Regions from separate parts of the Nothobranchius furzeri genome. Here region 2 is linked to region 1. Evidence: chromatin contacts called from public Micro-C data. All regions are on one chromosome and are shown on one strand. The core of a region is the stretch at or near the end of the contact, and the rest is flanking DNA. Distances in the headings are between cores, read along the strand shown. Region 1 holds the start of LOC107380209 (LIM and calponin homology domains-containing protein 1). Region 2 overlaps LOC107380209 (LIM and calponin homology domains-containing protein 1).

Region 1 (6,001 bases), core at 292-2,791:
GCTCAGAGGTGGCGCTCTTCATGACGGAGGTGATGGATTCTAATTCACTTTTACTTGTGCTCCAAAGAGAGCCAGCTTCTGGCCAAACCTGATCTCTTCCTGCGCTTGTCCTTCCAGGTGACGTAAAGCTTTAGAAAGGATGAAGTTTGAAATCTCCACACACAAATCTACTCTTCTCCGTGTTTCTTGATCTGGAGTTGAGAGTTTACGCAGATCTTCATAAACACGCTGGATATCTGCACAAAGCCCTTTAACCTCCCCCAAGATATCATTAAGGGACCCTCTGATAAAGGCTCTGAGGACTGTTTTGACGAATGTTTAAAGAATTTAACGTGCACTTTCCATTTTTTGTAAATGTAGTTGAATCTTTGTGTAAGAGCTTTAATTTTCTCTTCTTGTAGTGCCTTGCCCTTCTCTGTTAGAGTACATTGGCATGCCCCACGTCTGAGCAGCTGCTCTTCCTCTCACAGTGGCTCTGCACTATCTTCCTCCTCTTCTGCAGGCTCATTTCTTTCTGACATGGCTGAACAATTGTCTAACTAGGAAATGTTGATTTTAAGAATGAAATAAACTTGCTTAGAATTTCAAACATCCAATGTGGAACTCAATTTTTACACTCCACTGAAACACCTTGACCTTTCAAGTATTAAATATGTAACAAATTACATTTTCTTTTGACATTTGGATAACATGCAACATTAAAGCAAGTTTCAGTTCAATATGTACTCAACAAATCACTGGTAACATCAAATGAAATCGGCAATCTTTTCATCAACCAAGTTTCTTGTTGCAAAAGAGTCTTCCACCAAAAGTCTTTATTGTCTTCTTTAATTATGTGTGAATAGGCCACTTATCTGCCAGTCCATGCACTGTTGTCCAAGAGATGAAGATCAGCTGGTCCTTGTTGCTTCACTGGCGTTTGCTGACAACAGGCGAGTTTCACAGCAACAACAACAGCAACAGCAGTTACACAGCTGAGTAAACAAAAATAATTAAATGAGTCGTTGCTTTATGTACAGCTTCATTTTTCCACAAGATGTCAGCAGAGATTCAACAAGTTTAATGAGATTCATGCTTTAGGTTTGGGCCTTGAAAAAGCTGAACTGACCCAATCATCTCCTGTACATCGAAGGTGGAAGAGAGGAAATCCATTGAAAAACGTCTGATTTATTGTTGTGTTCAGACAACAACAACAACAACAATAATAATAATAATAATAATAATAATAATAATAATAATAATAACGTGTATTTATGGGTTTCCTTTTAAAGTAGACTCAGAATTACTTAAATATACTACTACTACTACTACTACTCCTACTACTACTACTACTAATTCTAATAATAATAATAATAATAATAATAATAATGATAATAATACATTTACAATCGTTTTGAACATTAAAGACAAAGCAACCACATACGTTTAACAAATAATCAGAACAATAATGAGTTAGTAATGAACAATTCATTCATTGCGCACGCTAAAGTTACATCAGGGTAAAAGACTGTGTCCTATATAGTGAAAGTGGTTGTAACATCCCCAGCATGCTGCTGCCCTCCTTGGCTGCCTTTGAAACAGCGCTTCTCGGTATATTTTGAAGCAGATCATACTGCAGTGAGGCCCGAACCACGTAAGAACAGCTGGACACTAACCGGAAGTTTGTTACCGCCAAAATAAAAGCACATACTAGTAACGTCTAACAGTTATACATTTACTGACGAGCTCGTGCGACTCATTGCATGAATATACTGTATGTTAACACAACTCTTTCGCTAATCCTAAACAGGAAACCCCACCTACGTCTTTCATTTTGTGTAATCTAACCGGAAGTATGCTTAGTAAGGGTGTCTGACTTGATCCTAGCTTTTGGTCCACACGCTGCCCCAGAAGCGAAGCTGAAGTGCAGCAACTGGTTAGTGGGCTTTTGCCGGTGCTGCTGCTCATATACAGACAGAATATACCCGGTGGCTGTCGAATAATTCCGGTGGAATAACGCGGCTCTTGGCTGCTGCCTGCACATATTTCTGCGTGCTTTCATACTTGTAGGCAGTGTTTCGTCAATGGCAAGTCCGGCTGCAGACATAGGACATTCTCATCAGCAGCATCACCCTGTGACCGAATCAGCCGCCGAGCCTGCGTTTCAGGAGGCGCAGAAGTGGATAGAGGTGAGTCACTGCCCTGCAAACAACACGCATGTCGGATGGCCTCCGTATGATAGTCGCAGGTGATTCTGGGTTTCATCTGTGGTTGTGGTTATTGGCTTGCAGCGATGATCTCTTTTAAAGAAACCAAGTTGTTTTATTGCTTCGTCACCTGTTGAAATTGCGACAAGAACAGGCCCTTGTAAAATGTTTTCCATCATTACTACGAGTTAAATTCATTAATTCATTGTCAACTGATTGTTTCCGCTCACACTCAAAACTTAGACTGATTAGCCTGACTGCAGGAATCCTGTGTGTTACTCACCTTCTAGCCAAACCTAATTTAGCAATAAGGTGTCATTTGCTTCTGACGAGGGCCTGCTCTGGGCTGTACTGCGGCTGGTAATGGACCTGGTGCATGTTTGGCTGAAAACAACGAATGCATCATGTGGAATGGAGTTTTGCCTCATCGCAAGCTGGGTGAACAGTTTTCACACAAACGAAGTTTTGTTCTTGGAGAATTTCCACCACGACACTTGCCAGCCCCCATATACATTTCAGTCTGTCATCCTGCAGTGAGCTGTCCTCTGGGCAACTTTAAAAGCATTGGTGACAGACAGATAATCTGCATTGACAGATTTACAGGTTTACATAAAGGCTTAAAAATATGTTTCTGCTGCATAAGGAGTTTATTTTGGTGAAGTTTGAACTGAGGAGGTGTTAATAAAGTAAAGAGACTGTATGTAAACCCTGATTGGATCAAATTATTTGCTAATTTTGACTAATTTCATAGAGGTGTGTATCAGCAAGAATCTGGCTGTACGATATCACAATACAGAGGAGACAGTACGACATACTAGGACACTAAAAGCCAGATGAAATTTGCAAGTTTTAAGACTGAATTTTATTGAAAAGCAAGTTCAGTGTTATCCTGAGATCTCTAGTTCCATCACAGTAAAGGCGTTAAAAGCTGCTGCCACCTGGGAGTCTGAGTAGGGTCTGGGAACTCTCCTATTCAAAAAAACCTACCCCCTGAGTATTCTAACTGAGCCAATAAGCACTGAGTAGCGTACATCACACACCATAACGTCGAGTTTGTCGAATATGGCGTCTGAAGCGGAGTTTGCTGCGGCTCTTTTCTCGGTTCTAAATGACTTGAACATACCTTTAAAACAATAACAAGTAGAAGCGCTAAAAGCCTTTCTTCTAAAGAAATATGTTTGCGCTGTCGTCGGACGCCATTTTTGACTACAGCTAAAAAACTACAGCGTCACAGACTTCACACACAACGACACTCAGTTACTCATAGTCAACGAAGACAGCGGCAGAGTTTGCTGCAGCTCTTTCCTCTGTTCTAAATGACTTGAATGTCTTTAAAACCACAGCAAGTAGAAGCGCTAAAAGCATTTCTTCTAAAAAAATTAATAAAATAAAAGATGTTTGCGCCATTGCCAGATGCCTTTTTTTTACTACAGCTAAAAAAACTACAGCGTTGCGCGCTACAGTTGGCATTACTGTCTTTTTTCTGATTGGTTATTTTTGAGCTGCCTAGTCCCGCCCCTCAAGTTCCTCTCTGCCTGTGAGTCACCAGACTATTTCTCTGTGCAGAATTAAACAGGATGAGTCTGGCAGGCCAGGCTAAGCAAACACACCATTAGCTATGTAAACAAAATCTAAATTATCAAGCTAACATTATCATAAACAGTTTATTTTGCTTCTGGAGCAGATTAAGATGCCTCATACTCAGATCAGTGTTGCTGGTTTCATCATCACCCAATCACCCATCGCATTTAGTGAATTGAAGCCAAACTTTAGAGCGCGTTCGCTTTCTTCTAGTTGGAATTTCGGCGTTCCGACGAGAAAGCGAACGCACCATTAGCTGAACGGAAGCTAACATATCAAGCTAATGTTTTCTTAAACATTTTATTTACCTACTGGAGCAGATTAAGATTATGATGCCTCACGTAGATCGTTGTTGCTGGTTTCATCATCACCCAGTTACCCATCACATTTAGTGAAGTGGACCCAAACTTCAAAATGCTTCCTCTCTGCCATGATGTTTTGTTTACAGCTCACCCACAGTAACTAATGATATTGCGCTCTTGCGCCGGCGCGCAGCACGGGTACCATAAAAAAGCACCGTTTCATATGACGTGAATCAGTACTCAGTCGGTACTATAGAATTCGGTCAGTGCTTTAAAAGGTATCCAATTCGGCACCAATCCCTTCACAAAATATGGTGATATTTCATTGCATCTATAACTTCTTACATCCTTAGTCCACAATAAAGAAAACATTTCCTCTGTCACACTTTGAAAACTGGTTGTCACATCTAATTCAAATGTGATGTTACAGTAGCATCACAATACCTAGTCCAGTGATGCTGGAACATATTGTTAAACATAAAAATTAATAGTCTAGTTGCTGTACAAGCAGCTAATGTAATGCACCACTGCACAATGAAACAACCACTACAGATTAGAAGCTTAGAAGCTGACAATATTACATAGCTTTATCATATAATTTATATTTCTATTTGTATCTGTTTAGGAATCTTGTTTGTAAATTTGCCCATTTTCCTCATCTATTTATGTATTTTATGCTTGAATGCATTTGACATCCAGGACAGCAAAGTAAGAATTTCATTGTGCAGGGAAACATATTTCTTTAATCTGCATAGGACAATAAAGCTTTGACTTCATTTGATTGATTTGAGCTTTTTGTACACACAATTTAAACTTAGTTTTAGTTTAGACTTGCATAGCAGAACAGAAAATGCTGTCATCATCTGCAGTCCAAGATGGAGAGTTTGGAGCCCATCTGCCGCGTGGGAGACATGGTGAAGCAGATGGAGTAAGCCAGCCCACTGGATGGGCCAGGGCTACCTAGTTAATAGTAACTGAACCATTAAACCACAAAATGTAGTTAGCTACTTCATATCGATAGTTTTTTAGGAATGCTGTACTCGGTCAGTGACCGCTTTTTTCTCACGTGGAATAAAGAAAATCTAAAGTTAAATAAATACTAAACTTTACCTCAAATACTACACAAGTAGCTGGCAATAACTCGCCTGTCTTATGCACACTTTGTTTCAGCACATTGACAACCCTGCATATTTCATTAACTTCCTCAAAAAGACAGGTCCTCATATGGTGTCAGATGCCTTTGCAGGCCTATTTAGCAGCTTCAAACTCCTTTGAGGACCATATCACATCTTTAAAAAGCCTCTGCTGACCTAGAATGTGTGTGAGTGTGTGTGAAGAGAGATGGAAGTGAACCAACATGGCTTCTTTGTTGTTCTTCTCTCACCCTTTCCCCTTGGGGACTGACATCATTATCCCCAACACCTGATGACAGCCACTAGCTCCCGAATGAAAACATCAACACAAAGCTCCAGTCAACATCCCAACATGCAGTGTTTCACTGGTGTCATTCAGCTGCTGTGTCACATAGAAAGGCATTGCCTGAGGCGAGAGGCTACAACAACAGTTTCTTCTGTTTGCTATTCATTGTCAGTGAGAAATCACAACATGTCAAGATGCAGTTGAGACTTGTGTGCATTGCACTTCTTCTCAGTCGCTCGCTGGTGTTGGAAAGCAACATCTCTGACTTTTTGAGTCAAAAAGCTGTGCGGTTCGACATGATCGATTTTGGGCTTTTCTTGTCACTCGTTCTGTGTTAGTCTGTTCAGACGGGAAGCCACGCTTGATTACTTCCTAGAGCTATTTTTGAGCTTGTTCATGCCAAGTGTAATTAGGTTGACTTAGTTCTTTCACCACACACATCGGCTTTTACTTACTTTTGGTTTGTTTTAACAGGTGAGAATTATTCCAAGTGTGCTGGTTGTCAGTTAACCA
Region 2 (6,974 bases), core at 3,494-5,993, 76 kb after region 1:
AGTTACATTTATTATTTTTAACTCATCGGACTGGTTTATGGTTGAAGTTACAGTGAAACTATTTATGACTGAAACGTTTTTTTTTCACACTTTTGTCTCGTATACATCAGTTCTTGGTGGTAAAATTTTAAGATAAACTTTGAAACGTATTTAAGGATAAATAGAATTCTATCATTACATCTGACCTAATTCAGCATGGTGGCATTGACCCTAAATGCTGGTAGGTTTTTAAATACAAGCTCACATAACAGCTTCGAGGTCTTTTTGTAGTGTGTGCTATGGTCCTGAAGAGTTTTACTTGTTTTTTATTCTGCCAAAGCTGACCATTTGCTGCTTCTGAAAGCCGGTGATTACTGTGCTGTTTGTTAATTTGACCCTTTAAAATTTAAAAGTGGCTTATAAAGGATTACAGCAGTCGTCACAGTGTAATTTTCACTGCTGAACTGCATGTGGAAAAATCCAAAGTGAGACTTTGCATCCTGTTTGTTTTTTGTTTTATTTTGAGAGAGAAAGGGAAACCAAAGTTTCCAAAGTCAAGGCTGTTACAGAATGATATATTGTTAAAGCTTTTGTAAAACGTGGGCATGTTCCTCAAATGAAAAGAAGAAAGATACAGCATATGCCTTTGCTTCAGTAAAAAAAAACTCTGAAAGTTGTAGTTATTGGTTTTTGAAAGCAGAAGAAAATATCCACTTGGGAAGTTTTGGTTTCCAAAACATCGTATATTTTTTCCCGCAGCGCTCCTCCGTGAGAGCGGGGAGGGGGCGGGGCATGACGCTTAACCTGGCGGGTGGCCAAGCCGCCAGGCTTATAAAGCGCTGGGGGAAACCCTGCTCCTTTTGCAGAAATAGCAGCCTCTAAACCAGAGGTGTCAAACTCATTTTAGCTCAGGGGCCACATTGATGGAAATCTAGTCTCAAGTGGGCCGGACCGGTAAATTAAAAACAACTTCAGATTGTTTTCTTTGTTTTAATACAATCAATATAAAACAAGGCTGGAGCCTGAGGACAGTGTATCCAAAATAGTACAAGTACAACACCTGAAGTGTACTTGAAATTTTGAAAAAAAAAAAAAATCAATAAATAAAAAAAAACATTCCTCAGTGATTCAAAGAGCTTACAGATCACATGGCTAGATCAGTTTCATGCAGCACTTAATGTATATTTGACTCATTTTACTTTACATCTTTTAGCTTTCACCAGCACATCAATATCAGAAGTCACATCCTGAGTGGCGGCCAACTTCAGGATGTGAAACTTGCTCACAAAGATAAGTTTATTTTAACTCTACATTGTAAAGTATGAAAATAAAGTTTTCACAACCAACTCGTGGGCCGGATTTAACCCACTTGCGGGCCGGATTCGGCCCGCGGGCCGCATGCTTGACACCCCTGCTCTAAACTCTTCCTATAGCTAGTGAGAGTCTGGATTCTGGTTGAAGGTATTTTGGACCATTCTTCTTTACAAAACATCTATAGTTTATTCAGGTCTTATGACTTATGAGCATGGATAGCTCTCTTTAACTCACACCACAGATTTTCTATACTATTCAGGTCTGGGGACTGAGATGGCCGTTCCAGAACGTTCTACTTTCTGGTTGTGCAGCACCAGGCTAAAGACCAAAGGTGACAGATCATTTGCTGCTGTGGCCCCAGACTCTGGAGCTCTCTCCCCCGAGCCTGAGATCAGTGGACTCAGTGGTCTCCTTTAAAAAGCAGCTGAAACTCACCTGTTCTTTAGAGTGACTTTCATCACCTCCCTCTACTTATTCTGTTCTTATTCCACCTTTCCCGGGATCCATTGGTTTCCCTCTTTCCAATTCATTTTCTCTCTCCCTTTCCTTACATATTTTTGTTGTTGTTTTTTTTTTATTTTAAACATATTTGTAATAATTGTTTAAATCTTTTTATACTTAATAATTTTTTTTGTTTCTTTTTGTTTTTGTGAAGAGCATCGTGAGTATTATTTTGAGAGGCACTATATAATAAGACTGCTTCTTCTTCTTCTCCTACTTGATCCTCTGCATGAAGGCCTTAGTAGATGTTGAGCTGATGTTGAGCACTTTTTTTAGCTAATTGGGCAGCAGTAGCTCAGGAGGTAGAGCGGGTTGTCCAGTAATCGGAAAGTTGCAGGTTCGATCCTGGCTCCGACCAGAGAATTCTGCTGTTGTGTCCATGGGCAAGACACTTAACCCACCTTGCCTGCTGGTGATGGTCGGAGGGATAGGTGTCGTCTGTGCTCGGCAGCCTCGCCTCTGTCAGTGCACCCCAGGGCAGCAGTAGCTACATTGTAGCTCAATGTGTGTGTGAATGGGTGAATGACTGATTGTGCTGTGAAGCACCTTGGGGGGTTGTAGAACCCTAAGACGGCGCTATACAAATACAGGTCATTTACCATCATGAGAGAGTTGTTTTGAGACCCCCACAATAATTAGTTCTAAAGGTTTGGGAATCAATAAAATTACAACAGTGCCCATATTTGTGCACCTGTCTAATTTTTGTTTAAACAATTATTGCACACTTTCTGTAAATTCTATAAACGTACTTTCACTTCTCAAACATCACTGCGTGTGTCTCCTATATGATATTTTTACCTGAAAATCTTTAGTGTAACAACCAACGATTTATACAAGAAAATCATGAAGATTAACAAGGCTGCTCAAACTTTCGCATCCCACTGTATGTACGTAGAATTTAAGCTATCAGCCCTCAGATCACTCCCTCGAGTACAAACAAATGAAGAGTTGAGCTGAGATGTTCGAGTCGCAAGAGATTTTGACTACACCCGCAACAAGAGCATCTATTTATTAAAATCCATACGAACGTGGCAGGTTTTCCTCCTGTGACCTTCAGACAAAGCCCGTTCTTCATTCTGCTCTGAAAATCTACTTCACCACGACAATAATTAGTGAACAGAGGGAGGATTTTAATTCAATCTCAGAGAGAAATTCAATACTGGCTGCACTCTTGTTTGGGCCAGGTTTGTAGATGGATAAAGATTTGATAAATGAAGGGAGCTTTTTGATTTTGGTTTTTCCAGTTTTACAGGGAGACACTCACTACAAGTTACATCTGTTTAAAAGAATCTGTAAAGAATGATTTTCAAGAATTTTGCAAAAGCTATTACTTCAGCGCAAGCCGTTTTTCCTGAAATATCGGTTGTTCATCTGATGGTCATGGTGTGGACCCAATTATCCCATACTATTCAATTCAGTTTATTTATATAGCATCAAATCATGACAAGTCTCAAGGCACTTCACATAGTAAACGGGTAAACTAGTAGTAGCACTTTCATTGTCAAAGAAAGTAAAATGTTATTATCCGGAGAGGGAGAAGGTTTAAGTGGTTAGCAGCAGTGTGCTAGACGATGGCCACCACCATGAGGCCACCACAGCTCAGCAGAACACCATTGGAGCTTCTTCTGAGGAGAAAAACACTTAAGAGAAAAAAAAATAAAGGCTAAAATAACAGATCAAAGTTTCTGATGATGTGTTCATAATACCCAGGTCATAATTTAAGTATTTCACAGTGCTCAGGTTCCCTTTATTTCACTCACACAAAAGATTGTGTAGCTGTTAGTTCTGACTAATAAAGGGAAAAGCTGAGTGTTTTACATTTATAGATATGGGAAACAGAGTGATTTAAAGCAGCTCTGGATAGGTTTCCCCTACTGGCTGAAAGCATAACTACAACTGTTGTAAACAACCCTTCTAAAGTTTCTGGCTCAACAATAACTGAAACTAGTCAGAAAGCAATTGCTTAAAATGTTAAAAACTCTTAATTGTTGCATGGTCTGGTTTAAAAAACACTTGCTGAACATTGCAATCATTTCCAACATGTTAGCAGCTTTGAACTAGACTGCACAGCCTTCCGTGGACTCTGTTAGGTGACCTCTGCGTCTCTAAAATCATGGTACAGTAGGGCACTGTCACATTAAAACTAAATATTTCCTCAATCCTCAGCATTGCCATGTGTACAGAGAGAACATCACCCATAAAAACATGTGTTGCTGCTTAAAGACAGATTACGGTGGACGAGGGAACATTCATGTTTCCAATTGATGGGTTAGGAGTCATAACTGAGTTAGAAGTGCAGATGCATCTAAGCCTTTTTTGGATCTCTATCAGTCTGTCCTCACAACCATATGAAACAATTAGTGATGGAAAAGGAGGTTTTTTTGCATGTTAAATGTGAAGTTTGTTTCCACCGGCAGATGTGGCGGCCTGCATGTGTGTCTGATCAAATCCAAGGAAAGATCTTATGGTTTGGATCTCTTTGAAAGTGTGGGTTTATTTCTGGGAAACAGACATTGGGTCATAGGTCATCGGCAGAGTGCATAAGTGCAGGAGTGGAGGACAGTAGCACAGATAGCTGAACATGCTGAAGTAGAATATCTGTGAGACATTGAGTTAAGCCTGGGTGTAGGTATCAGTTTCCTTCTGTTTTTCTGTTTTAAGTGGAGTATTTGCAAAATAATGAAAAAGACTGTGGATCTGATAGGTAAGCCAACAGTACATCCTAACAGAGCCTGACTTCCAATCCGCTGCTCCTTAGAGGATCACATTCGGACATTTTGCAGAGGAATTTACAGCAACAAGAAGGGAAAGGCCTGAAGCAGAGCACTACTGCAAACCCAGGTGTTAACAGTGATATTAAAAAGCCAGCAATGTGTTTACGCGCAGACAGAGTGGCGACTAAAATCTTCCTCACTTGAGGCTAAAATCTAGTTAGCACAAGTTGCACAATACAAATGTAGCAATGATTTATGATACCTGCTTTGTTTCTAAAGCACGACCCATCGGCCAGTCCCCAGCTTTGATTGATGCTCAGCTGCTGGAATGTGGTGCGTTTAATAACACCGTATGACTTCTCTGAAGCCTATAAGATCTAACAGCTGGCAAAGATTCTAGAGTTAGAAACATAAGTCTCAGGTGTCCGCCATGAGGCTCATCATTTCATAACATTTCTTAGAACTGAGTCCTTTTTTAGTTTAAATCTGGCTCCCTGATTTCCTCCCTCTGCTCCTCGTAACAGTGACTCAGCTAACTGTTTTTAAGTGAGAGGGGAAGTGGTGTGTTTTTGTTTTTATTGAGAAACCTATTAACGTTTATGTTTTATCTTATGTGCAGCAAGAAAAATAAAAACATCAACAACAAAAAAAAAAGGTCTACAAAGGAACGCCCCAGAATAAATATCCGGCTGATGGGGAGAACTCCTTATAAATCTAAATATTTGATGTGGTGACAGATTGTTCATTCATTTTATGTAAATGTTTGGTCTTCATAGATTTTGATCATGAAAAGCAGGTTGTGGAGTCTCTGCAGTGATGTAGAATCATTGCCTTGATATTTTCATCAGACACTGATCACTTAGGAAATCTCTATTTGGAATGAATGTATACGTCACTTTTAGTTCTCCACTTACAAATCAGATTTAACGGCTGCTGTGTGATCGTTAAACTCAGTGGGACATTTTTAAAAGTTATCTGCAGCAATCGATTACCTGCTCAGGAAAAAAAAAAGCTTTAAAATGTGTCCTTCTCTCCCTCTGAATGCTTTGTATATTCTTCTCAAAAGGTGAATATTATTAAAGAGCAAGTTCACCAAGCAACTTTTTTTTATTAATTTTTTTTACTTGTTGTTTGTCTTTGAAATATGATCAGTCACTCTGAGTTTCACATGCAGCCTGAAGGTGAAAATAGTCTTCTACCCCATCCCCTGCATTAACCACCAATAGAAAAATAGATAGGGAAACGCTCGGGTCAGTAAAAGCCCCATACGTCGCGCGCTCTGTCACGCAGCACTCCTCCGTAAGAGCGGGGGTGGGGGTGGGGGGGGGGGGGGGGGTTGCACATGTTCTGCACACGTTCTGCTGCTGTTTCTCACCAGTATCAGCTGATGAAGGGCTCTAGTTTTGTTGCGCCATTCATGTCAGTGGACACGGTAGGGTTGGGGAGGGGGGCGGGGCATGACGCTTAGCCTGGCGGGTGGCCAAGCAAAGCCTGGCGGGCCGCCAGGCTTGTAAAGCACTGTGGGAAACCCTGAGCTTGACTCTCCCACATTCCAGTTAGAAGTGACAAAGCTCCTCGGTTGAGAAGTGAAATGTCTTCAAGAAACCAAAGAAGTCCAGTTGCCTTCATTTGGATTAACGATTTTATACAAAAGGAGCAAATTACATTGTGATTGATTTTCATGAAATGCTGCCAAATCCCAACAAGGTTTCTCAGTTTTCTTACAGAGGCCATAGGGCCATTGCTCTCATATTGCCAGAGTTTTGAATATTACAAAATAAAAAAATAAAAAAGATTTTCCCTCAAAATATTTACAGAATGGCCGCAGATATCTTGTATCTGCTTGAACCCTTTACAGGTTAGTTTCTGTGAGATGGAACGTGTAGGAAATATGAACTTTTAGGGTGATTTTGACCTCTGAGCCTATTTGTAAGTAATTAATTTTTTTATATTGCACTCACCACAGAAAGAGAATTGCAAAGTGATTCACAGAGACCAACAACAAAAAAATTAAATCATTCAATTAAAATGCTTTAAAAGAATTACAAAAAATATTATAAAATTTATTAAAATCTGAAACAAAACACCTAGATTCCTCAAGTTTGACTTGATGGCAAGCCACAATGCATGAGCCAATTTGGTCAAAAATCTTAATGAGTAAAGCGGTTGGGAGATTATCAGCAGGGCACGAAGTTGGTTTCATGATTTTTTGAATGAGGCAAAAGTCCTGGAAATTTACAGGAGTAAAGAAGGACCATGATTGGGAAGAGGATGGTTGAATGTGAGAGTAGGAAGTGGATGGGGGTGAAAAACATGCCATGATATTTCTACTTTTATTCTCAAACAATGCTTGAAAGTTGTTAAAGTCAGACCTTGAGAATACAGGCATAAGAGGGGCGTGTTGTGAAACAATCTGGTTTATGGTGTTAAACAATAACTTTAGTTTCAGGAAATCAGCTAAGCAAA

What was found. Hi-C and Micro-C count contacts between places; a contact is called where the count stands out from the background.
Region 2: a contact with region 1 is called in a Micro-C map of tail fin, with 9 times the contacts expected there. The contact joins the enhancer-like site here to the promoter of LOC107380209 in region 1. A contact is called at or near these places in 2 of 2 Hi-C or Micro-C datasets (skeletal muscle and tail fin).

Annotation. Positions count from the first base shown.
Region 1 is chr1:74,091,187-74,097,187 of NfurGRZ-RIMD1, forward strand. LOC107380209 (LIM and calponin homology domains-containing protein 1) reads left to right here and starts at 1,542. Exons shown (of 23, transcript XM_070550158.1): 1 at 1,542-2,168. The coding sequence starts at 2,064.
Region 2 is chr1:74,164,323-74,171,296 of NfurGRZ-RIMD1, forward strand. The region is part of intron 7 of LOC107380209 (LIM and calponin homology domains-containing protein 1); the gene reads left to right. Among protein-coding and RNA genes, the nearest start is that of phox2bb, 41 kb to the right of the region's middle. Within about 2 kb of position 4,744, at least 1 of the 3 cell types and tissues checked has an H3K27ac peak or open chromatin away from gene starts, as enhancers often do. A contact at or near this core is called in tail fin, where this site is marked.